Regions from separate parts of the Oryzias latipes genome. Here region 1 is linked to region 2. A link is a contact called in public Hi-C data. All regions are on one chromosome and are shown on one strand. Each heading gives the region's core, a stretch centred on a gene start, on an enhancer-like site or on the middle of the called end of the contact. The rest is flanking DNA. Distances are from core to core; before and after follow the strand shown.

Region 1 (5,238 bases), core at 1,037-3,536, 33 kb after region 2:
TGGCCGTGAGGCGCAAGCTGCGGAGATTTTCGTGTGTTTCGTTGTCGACCACCAGCAGCCTGGTCTCGTGGTCCACTGCTTTGATCCGCTGCACCACCTAGGAGAAAGCAATTAAAGCAGACACAAGTTTTAAACAATAAAATAAACTCTGATGGGTTTAGAAAACCCTGAAATTTGCCTTAAGGTCCCTTTCTGATCATCCTTTGATTGATTTAAAAAAACTTCCCAGTGGTCTTTTAATTTAGGTAAAATTGGGGGGAAAAAGAGTCGTTTTCAAGGACAGTTTCTGCAGAGCGGCAGTAGTTCATTAGCAATTCACCCCTGAGTTGTGGTCCGGACTGTTGGTGTGGAGTAAGTCCACCCCCACTTCCTGTCATCCATTTGTTTACATTCTCTGCTGCTAGCTTACAGACCCTCACAACCCCAACCTAACATTAGTGATGCAACAAAAAAAGCAAGATTGGAGCTATCCAGCTGTTCAGTTATGAACCAGATTCCAGCTCAGACAAGGAAAACAAAGACATACATGGATCTATTTGTCTGCAAGTGGATGCAGCAGAATGGAGCGGAGCAGAGAGCTTGTAGCACCTATGTCAGAAATACAATCTTTTTTCCGTCTGCTCCTGATTCACAGCAATCTGAATAAAGAAATTGTCAGAAATGTCATTTTAAGCTTATTCTTTTTTTTACATATGTCCCCATCATAAGAAAAAGGCCACAAGAACATGTTAAAAACAGCAAAAACACTATTTTTTATTAGTGTGGGCCTTTAAATAAGAGTAGAGTTATAAGTAAGACCTGATTGACTTTTTTAAACCGGTAAGACACATACTGCAATGATATCATAACAAAGCTGCTCTCTGCATTTTTGACTTATTTGTTGAATCGAATCTTGAGTTTTTCTTTACGTTGTCATCATTTTATAACGAACGGTTGTTTTTGCTCTGAGAAATGATCAAAATGAACATGAGGAATGGAAAGCAGCATGTGTTTATTGGTCCTTTTTATGTTTTTGAATGTAAATAAACATATATTTTTGTACTTTTCCACCCGTTTTGTAGCAATATTAGTCTAGACATAATCAGGCATCATTTTACCAGCTTTCATTTGATCCATAAAATGACAAGTTCTACCTGAGAGCCTGTAATGGTTCAGATTAGCTGTGGGGGAAAACTTCATGATGACAATGTCTGACAACTTGACAGTTTTTAAAATGAAACAACACAAAGCAGACAAAGCTGGAGAAACTTTTGTTGTTGTTCACAATGACAGCTTGCTGTCCAAACTGAAATGATGCCCTGGTACACACTAAAACTGACAACAAAAGATGTTTCTGAGTGAAGTTTTAATCATTTCTTTAAATCCCCTTTAAGTCATTTAATGGATCATGACACTTAAAGTCTCAGAAAAGACACAAAACAAAAGAAAAGGATTAAAAATGTTTTTGGTGTCTGAATAACGACTATCAATCCAAAAATCTACTAGTTCCACAGGAAGCGTTATGGCATGGGGGTTGCAGTTCACATCATACCCAGCCGGTGTGACCTGTTGATGCACCTTTGCGGGCAGCTTGTCCTGTAACATAAGTTCAAATCATAAATATATGAATGCACCTCTCCAACTTGCCTGGTGGTGCGTTTCTCTCTCCACGTTCACTCCATTCACGGCCACCACTCGGTCCCCAGCCCGCAGCCCCGACGCCTCTGCGGGGGAACCTGGCTCCACTTTTCGGATGTATTGCCCACTTTTGCCCTTCTCCCCGTGCAAGTGAAATCCGTAGCCGCCCTGGCTTTTTGCCATGACGCACAGCCGCGGCTTCAGCTCCTTGGCCATGTCTTCCTGCTGCACCAAAGCCCCTGTAATGTTCAGTTACTTGATGATGGGAGTTTAGAAGCGCAGCTGCGGGACCAAACTTCCAGTTTGAGAAACCATATCTGCAGAAAATGTAATCCCTTCAGAGCAGTGCGCAATGCATCCAGACAGTAGGTCCAAATGCACAGTTATAGAAGAAACCCAACAGAGACGCAGAAAAGATACTTCATGGCCAAAATAATGCAGCCAGTCCAGCAGATCGAGTGTCCAAACTGGGGCGCGCGGCTGGCAACTCCAAAACGGATCCGTGGCAGTGCGCAACCGCAACAGGGCGACTTTAAAGCTGCTCCATAAGTTTTCTTTCAAGTAAGGATAATCAGCATGCTCTTTGTCTCTGCACATTTATCCATTAAAAACTCCCCAAAGAGCGACGAATCAAAGAGCTGTCGCTGGTGCAGAGTCTGGAACGTGTGCGCAACAGCACCACCTTCCTTCCGACAGTCTACCTGTAGGAAAACTGAAAGTCCGATCAAGAAATTGGACGTGAAACAGCAGGCAATATCGCCACCTCGCGGCAGACATTGGTTCAAGAGCAATTTCGAAGCCAAGATGCAAGTGGACCGTGACGTTTATGTTTTCTGATAAATAAAATAACATCCAAAGCGCACACGTTTTCAGTAAGAGGATTGGTATGCGTTAAATAATCAATTAACTGTTAAAACTCATTAATTATTTGATAGATTAACGGTCCCTCCCTGATGTTTGGAGTTGGGATTTCAACAAAAACACTTCTATACATTTATTTAATGTCAAAAGTCAGCAATCAGCTAATTTAAACAATTTTACATTATCTAGAAATTCAGCACCTGGATCACATGGATCACCATGACCATACCTAAATGTGTATAAAAAAAGTCTGATTTTCTGCTGGAACATCCTGATCGTTTTATTTTCCATAACAAAAAAATGATGGACTCATCCATTTGCCTCTTTCCATTTGGTCTGAACCATGGAACACTTCAATGCTCCAAGATCTTAGAGGAATTTTCCAACACTGTTTTTCTATGCCTCATTGAATCAGGATGTCCTGAGGTCTACTTTATCCTTAGTATTAACGGACTATAGACTACAAAGATTTACTGGATATCTAAATCACCTCAGTCTTAACCTTAAGCAGCAGGTGATCGCACACCTGGACATCACATTTTGGGTTATATTTTCCTTAATTGGGGCAGTCAGAAGTCAGAGCTCGGTCTCCCCCTCTGATCACCAGCCGGAACCGTCTCCAGAGTTCTAGACACATTTCATCACCCAGCAACCCCAGCGAACATTTTCTGGATGCCACACAACTGACTTTCATTTGCAATCACTTACATCATACTTAAACACTGCATTGAACCTCACTCAATGCGACGTATTGTTTGTGCCACTCTGCCTGCATTACAGAGTGTTACATTCAGTCTTGATCTTCTGATTTCCATGCGGAAACAGCAAGACGGACTTATTTTTCAATTGAAAGCAAAGTGTAAGAACTGTCATTCAATTTATATGTATAAACCGCCCCCCCCCCGATATATGATTATAGTTATATATTTATCACTAATGTGAAATTTCAAAACAAGACCCAATTAAATTTTATGTTGACAAAGGTGTAGAAAAAAACCCTCCTAGTTTCCACAGCGTCATTTATTTCACTGATTAGGTCCCACTTGGTGATGTCACAAAATAAGTTTCAGACGGATATGATGTGGAATTTCAAAATAAAAACCAATTGAAATCTGGTGTGAATATGGCAATTACATATTTATACCAAATTTCTGTTGGGTTTTATTTTGAAATTACACATCAGATACATCTGAAACTTTTTTTGTGACATCACCATAAGGGACACTATAAGTGAGAAGTGAAATGACTCTGTGGAAACTAGGAGTTTTTTTTTCTACACAGTGCTCTGAATGTCAAAGTGAAGAAATTCAATGAAGCGCGGCTAAACAGCGGGAGTAACTCATTCTTTTAAGGTAGTCAAATGCCTCGTCATCTAATTAGTGACGCGCATGAATGGATGAACGAGATTCCCACTGTCCCTACCTCCTATCTAGCGAAACCACAGCCAAGGGAACGGGTTTGGCAGAATCAGCGGGGAAAAAAGACCCTGTTGAGCTTGTTGAGCTTTCCATCTGAAGCTTTTTTTTGTGACATCACATTATGGGAAATAAAAATAAAAATTATTTTTGGAAAAATATTATGTTTGACTCTGTTTGCCTGCCGCCTGCCCCGAATCTCTCCTGGATCATGACTATTCACGTCTCTTCTCTGATGCTCCCATGCTCATTATTGACCTCTGCCTGCCTGACCCTGATTTAGCTTTGTAGACCTTTAGCTGATCTAATAAACCTGCTGCAATTGGAACCGTCCGTCTGCCTGCTTTTGTGACAGGGGCCTTGTGACTACAGTTTTTAATGTGCCTGGTTAGATCAGATGAGCTCGGGTCTTAAGAGGTTAATGCCTGACAGTCTTCTATGAATTCGAGCAACTCCCAAATATCACGAAATACCAAAAAGCATACATTTTCTAAAAATTCAATTTTATGGCATACAAAAAATGCTTCAACACTAGTATGAAAGAGTTAGAAGTGGTTGTTATTAAGTGTTTAAAGGAATTACCAGAGTAAAAAAAATAAACGTTTCTTGTCTACGATTAAATAAATAAATAAATAATATGTACCAACTCTATGTTACGGTAAATTAATTTGTTGAAAGTTTCACTAATCCCTACGTTGTAGTTCTCATTTTCATACCACTGGAGGGCAGAAAACACCCTTATTTTATAATTTGCTTTTAAAGTAAAGCTACATAAATGATCAAATTGGACATAAATCAGGATATTTACATATATAAACATGTAAATATTTAACAAATAGGCGTATGTAAATACCCATTTAAAACCTTTTCATTTAATCTCTTTGTAGTTCACTTTATTTTGGATTAGGTAGTTATATTTTTTCCTATCATCTTTGATTGCCTTTCTATGATAGGTAATTTATTGCTTAAGATGTGTAAATGTGAAATAAATTGTACTGAGTGCAGTTTTTATCACTGTGAAGAGACCACGACTGTGGCTTTGTGAACTCCTGGTCCTTCTAGGAACTGTTTTAATTTGACAGCCCACATTTATTGTGAATGCATTCACAGGAACTGTTTGCGCACAATTATTTATACCCTGACTCTGGAGCAGGAACAGGTTTGACTGCTCACTAGAAAATCTTCAAATTCAAACAGATTTTTTAAATTAATGTTGTTTTAGTGAAAGTTGTTTTTTTGTCTGTTTTTGACCATCTGATGTTGGTTATTAGTATTTTTTTAAATCCTCATCTGTGTCAGACCATAAACATCAACATTCACCCAGTAAGATCTAGTTAGAGCGCCA
Region 2 (5,332 bases), core at 1,795-4,294:
TGGTTTTAAAACTTAACTTTACATCAACTGTTGCCATGCATACTGTCATGATGTTTTGCTCCCTTTGAGCAGATGACGTGGGTGACGATTAAATGTAGATTGAGCAGACACTTTGTGTCTTTTGCAATTGCAAACATCCCCTAGGTTTGACCACTTTTTTGCTCTTGCCATGCAGTCAAACAGCTTTACTTGTGGAAACAAGAAGGCCCATTTCTTTGTTTAGATTACCATCAAGACATGTAAGTCGACGAGAGCGTGGGAGAACAGTTCTCACAGTGACTTCATTCTAAAACTCTAAGAACAAAAAAAAAAAGTTGTTTCCCAAAAAAAAAAAAAAATTTTCAAACATGCTTGTATGTAAAGTTCTGCTGTGTCTATGGGAACGCTTAAACAACACTTATGTCACCCAACTTTTTCATTTTTGAGGATCATCTAGAGAGGAAGTCTGTCTGAAACCACATGTCGTTTCTTTTACTACATTTGACAGTTGACCTCATACGCTGACAAGTTCAGAGCAACTTCCTTGTCTCATTAATCACTCATGTGTTAACAGGCACACACTCCTCAATTCCTGCAGTGTTTCCATCCATGCGCTATGTTCTGCTCTCCCTCTTTAACGACCTCTGACCCCCTCATCCCGGTCAAAACGATTCGAACAATAAAAGTTAAAATGTACATTTCTGCTGTAACTTAAGTTTATTTTTCGTCAGGAAGAATGGTTTCCTGATCATTTGTTTCCCACATCCCAGAGTGTTTGCTGGTTTTATCTGCTTCTTGAAAAAGAACAGAAGAGAAAAGCTTCAACAGCCCGCAGCTGTTGGAGGACGGGTAATGTTCTACTGTAACCTGACATAAACTCCCAACGTTTCTTAATTGGAGACTTTGGATCTTCTAAGCTGAACTTCAGCCATCACAGATGTTCGGTTCCAACAAAATCAATTCAGTCATCTCAGTTACTCTTTTTTTTGAGATATGAATGTCGCCATGTTGGAACCAGAAATAGTCAGCAAGCAGTGATTTGTCCGAGTCAGCATTTGGCACATGGCAACCACTCTGGCCAACGAGGAGTGAGCTTGTTGGAAGTCCACACTCTTACCATTTCAAAGCGGACTCGGGTGAATCTGTCAATCAAACGCTTTGAACAATCGATGCAAGACCACATTCTTTTATTGAGGTATCTGATTGGTCAGTTCATAACTTGAACTACAGAATGAATATCATGAAAAAATTGAAGAACATGTTAAAAACAGACATCAGATAAGAAAAAAGGGTATTCTGACAAATAGAATGACGGAGTAATAGCTGTGTATTTCTCATTAGAAGTCTATGGGATTTTGGCTTTGTGGGATCAGTGGGTACTTCCTGTTTGGAACCCCAGGGAGGAGGGGGTCACTCAGTCCAGTTCTCATAGTCAATTATTCTATTCTGCAGATATATAGTTCACAAAATCAAAGAAACAGATGATTACAAGGAAAAAAGTCAGCCCTGAAATCTCTGAATGGAAGTTAGTAGTCAGTACTTTGAGGTGATGACAACGCGCAGTATGTCAACTTTTACGATACAGTAAAAACATGGAGGGGTGAGGAGGGGGGGAGGGGGGCCTCCATGGTGGTTTATTTTCTGCCTCTACCAGTTGGAGCCAACAGCAGTCAAAAGCCAGGTTTTGTGTGGGATGAGCTCTGATCTGTAACTGCATGTAAATCAGCCTACACAAACATAAACTTACAGACTTCTTTGTTTAAATACAGTTAGTCATTTCCAGCATGTCAAACACTCCAGTCCACTGAAACAACAAGCAACTTGCCGGGGCAGTTCGCATGCGTCAGACGATGAACGCGAGAACAATCGCTTGGTCATTACCTCCAACTTTGGGCATTTTGGTACAATACTGGTTGCCAACCATGCATGTGTGACCTGACTGTCCTATGTTGAAATAGGAGAGGGGGTTAAAATATCAACTGACTTGTAGGAATTGTTGCTGTCTGTTGCTCACAATCTGATGGCTTGTCTGCGTGTGTAGGCGTCAGACAATAAGTGGTTAGTTCACCGAGGTAAGCCAAGGTGTGCCCAAACTGGGTGTGTCTACATTTCCTCTCCCCCCACTGTTGAGAGGGGTGCTCCTGGGGGAGCTCCCACACTCTTGGCTTCAGCTTCTGTAGTTTTCCTTCATTTAGGTCCACTCACCCCCCCCTGTCCCAACACTATTTATGCCCACTTCCTTCTACATGTTCTAACCTGGACTTTCGTCTGCGTTTGAGTAAATTTTAGACTGCATCCCTCCTCGGTTGTGTGTTTTTCTGTGCCCCTGCTCTGAAGTTGTCCTTATTTGGCTTCTCTTTGAATGGGGGGCAGACTTAGAGTATAAATGTGACTGTGTGATTGCGTTTCCTCCTGACTGTGACTCACTGCTAGTCTGACTCACGAGTGCTAACAAAAACACAGTTGCCATGGGAACTTCTACCCCTCCTCCCCTCACCCAAACTACTCCATCTCCCTCCAATTTCCCTCCGCCCCCTCCACCCTTTGCCAGTCTCTGGTTTCCCTCTTTCTCCTTGCAGGCATCCCAGGCAGCCCTGGCACTGTTAAATTTGTGTCACTCCTGAAAGGAATAATGACAGTGAGGTTATCATAGGGCTGAAGATCTGGAAACACAAAAAAACAAAATAAAGCACCAAAATAAACCTACAAAAGCTGGTTAAGAATTAAAAAAAAAGTCTAAAACACCGCAAGAATAGAAAATGTAGCGTGCGAAGCAATCATCTATCATCAGTAAAAAGTAGAGGTTTGTGCATTGACTGAGTCAGGCTAAACAGAAAATGCCCACCTGTGGTTCTATTCTCTGTTTCTGTACTTTTGCTTTTACTGCTCTGAAATTGTAAACTCCTTTGAACTGCTTCTGTCTTTTGATGTGCTGGCGTCACAACTTGGCCCTCTCATAACCTCAGAGGAGCTTTGTAACACGGCAGCCACGTGTGGTGTTGCAGTATGACAAAAGCCCAGGTAGGGGAACTGAATGTATCCACTACTCTACTACACAAAAGGCTTGTCCCACTTCCTGTATGGCAAATGTTGCTCGTCCCCCTAGTGGACGAACAAAGGATCACCGTGCATTCACTTAAACATTAAAGTCTATTAATAAAGTTTTCCATTGTTACTTTAAATAACATTTTGAACATTATCACACTTATTCTCTCAATAAAAGAGGAATATGTTGACTGACGAATTTTGTGACGAAACAAAAGTTTATTATTGTCGTTCAGAAAATCACTAAAGTACAATTACGTATTTGTGTCCTTTTAGAAAAAAAACAAAACAAAAATCAAAGTAATACAAAAATGCCTTGAATTTTGTCCTATTTTCGTCACATTTTGTTTGAGCGGCCTCTGTGGTTTGATTACTGTCAAGATTCCTAACCACCGATAAATGTTCTGCACAGACTGAGAGTAAATTACGTTAAACAAGTGATCAGGAAGAAACAATATGAATGTAACTGATAAATCTATGTTTATTACTGCAAAAAAACAAGTAATTAAAACAAGTAATTGAAGACTACTCTTTAGTAATTAAAGACTACTTCTGAATTTGTATTTTTATCAACCTGTATTTTAAAAATATAAAAAAATATTAAAAAGTTTCATTACAAAATGATCTTACTTCAGAACTGTTCTGCAACATTTATGAAAAAGAAGCAGTGATTAGGTTTATGATAAAACATGCAGGAAATAGGCTGAGATAGACTAAATACTGTGGCCTTTGTTTGGACATTGAAGACCAACTTGAAATAAAAGGCCAAATCATGCACTCCTACATGCACACAACCCCACTTTTGACCCATGTTTAACCTTTGTGTGTCCAAAAAGCTCCCAGCAGCTGGCTGATGGGGAACGCTGAGAACAGGATGAAACTAAACGCCAACATAATCCTCGGCCAGAGGGGGACAGAGAGGGCACTGACAGGGAAAGAGGGGAAACAAGAGCAAAAAAGGGATACTGTAACAAAAAGTGGGCCCAGAGAAGTCCCAATAAAAAGTGCTGCATGTGTGAGGAAAAAAATGAGTGTGAGAACAGAGGAAGCATAAAAATGGTGCAAAAAAAAATTGCTATTGTCACACTTTATTGAAAAATTCAACTTGACATATACAGTTTCCTGTCAGCTTTAATGTACATCAAGCCATGTCAACAGAAGTAGCAGTGAGCCTGCTGCTAGCAGTCTGGGGTTCACATATAAATCAAGAGGCTGAATGGAAAACACAGGGTGTAAATGAGTACAAAAGAGAGCAGACTTCATTCCACTCTAATACGCTACATTAACATCGATGGGAATGTGACATGTATACCTTCTCTGCGCACAAACATGCGTAAGCATGTGTATGACAGCTGTTCTATATGTGAAATAATCCTCGGTAATCTCCATGGCTCCCACAGTCTCTTTCACAATATCCTCTCGAGCATCTTTGACCTCGCTGAGAGTGTCTCCAACCTGCCACACACGCTGCCCTCGCCGTAGATCATCCCATACCTTCACATCTGTGGTTTATCTTCACTTCCCTTACATCCGTTGATTGAAATGAATGGTTTCTTAAAGGACTCAGTCTGCATCTAACGCCAGAGCAGTTTCAGTTCCCTTTTTTTTTTTAAACATTCCACTAAAAGAGACCACACACTAACTGAACATGCGTCCTCTGAAAAATTCCCTTTAAATTCCTTCCAGTTATTTTGCAATGAGCAGCCAACTGCTGCTTTTACAATCTCTGATCTCATAAATCTGACACAAAAGAAAGACCAAACTTAATACTGACTTCTGAAAAGTACACTACAATTCAGTTTTCCTTCCTCTGTGGCTGCTGAAATTATAACATACCATCATATTTAATGAGTAGCTGTAAAATTGAAATCAAACTCCGACCACATAAATATGATTCAGCCTACTTTCAAATCAATGCCTCTTCGTTTTGTCTAAGTAACAGATGGGTGCACAGCATTTTCACTTGGGGGGGAAAATACAATACAGTAGGTTAAGCTAAACTGCTTCTACATTTGTGGGTCAAGCCTGCCACCTGCTGCTCACATCAATAATATTCTTATTTTTTTCTCATCTAGAAATGCTTAAAAATTCTTCTTTCTATGGTGGCCCTGAAGTGCACATCCCACAGACAAATCACTCAAGGCAAAAACATATTAACGATCACAACAAAAATTAAAAAAGATAAAACAAATGATAAAACATAACATTACATTTAAGAAATCAAAACTAGAAACTAGAAAAGGTATGTCTATGGGTCACCCCTAATTAAATGCTGACGTTTAATTGTTTTTTTTAAATGTGTCTTCAA

What was found. Hi-C and Micro-C count contacts between places; a contact is called where the count stands out from the background.
Region 1: a Hi-C map of gastrula embryo shows a contact between it and region 2, with 1.8 times the contacts expected there. The contact joins the promoter of LOC101167292 here to the enhancer-like site in region 2. A contact is called at or near these places in 3 of 5 Hi-C or Micro-C datasets (embryo, fibroblasts and gastrula embryo).

What each region holds. Positions count from the first base shown.
Region 1 is chr8:13,330,286-13,335,523 of ASM223467v1, forward strand. LOC101167292 (Na(+)/H(+) exchange regulatory cofactor NHE-RF2) reads right to left here and starts at 2,287. Exons shown (of 6, transcript XM_011478281.3): 1 at 1,627-2,287; 2 at 1-97. The coding sequence starts at 1,833.
Region 2 is chr8:13,296,602-13,301,933 of ASM223467v1, forward strand. LOC101167292 (Na(+)/H(+) exchange regulatory cofactor NHE-RF2) reads right to left here. Exons shown (of 6, transcript XM_011478281.3): 6 at 4,080-5,332. Among protein-coding and RNA genes, the nearest start is that of mir23a-1, 14 kb to the left of the region's middle. Within about 2 kb of position 3,045, at least 5 of the 8 cell types and tissues checked have an H3K27ac peak or open chromatin away from gene starts, as enhancers often do. A contact at or near this core is called in embryo and gastrula embryo, where this site is marked.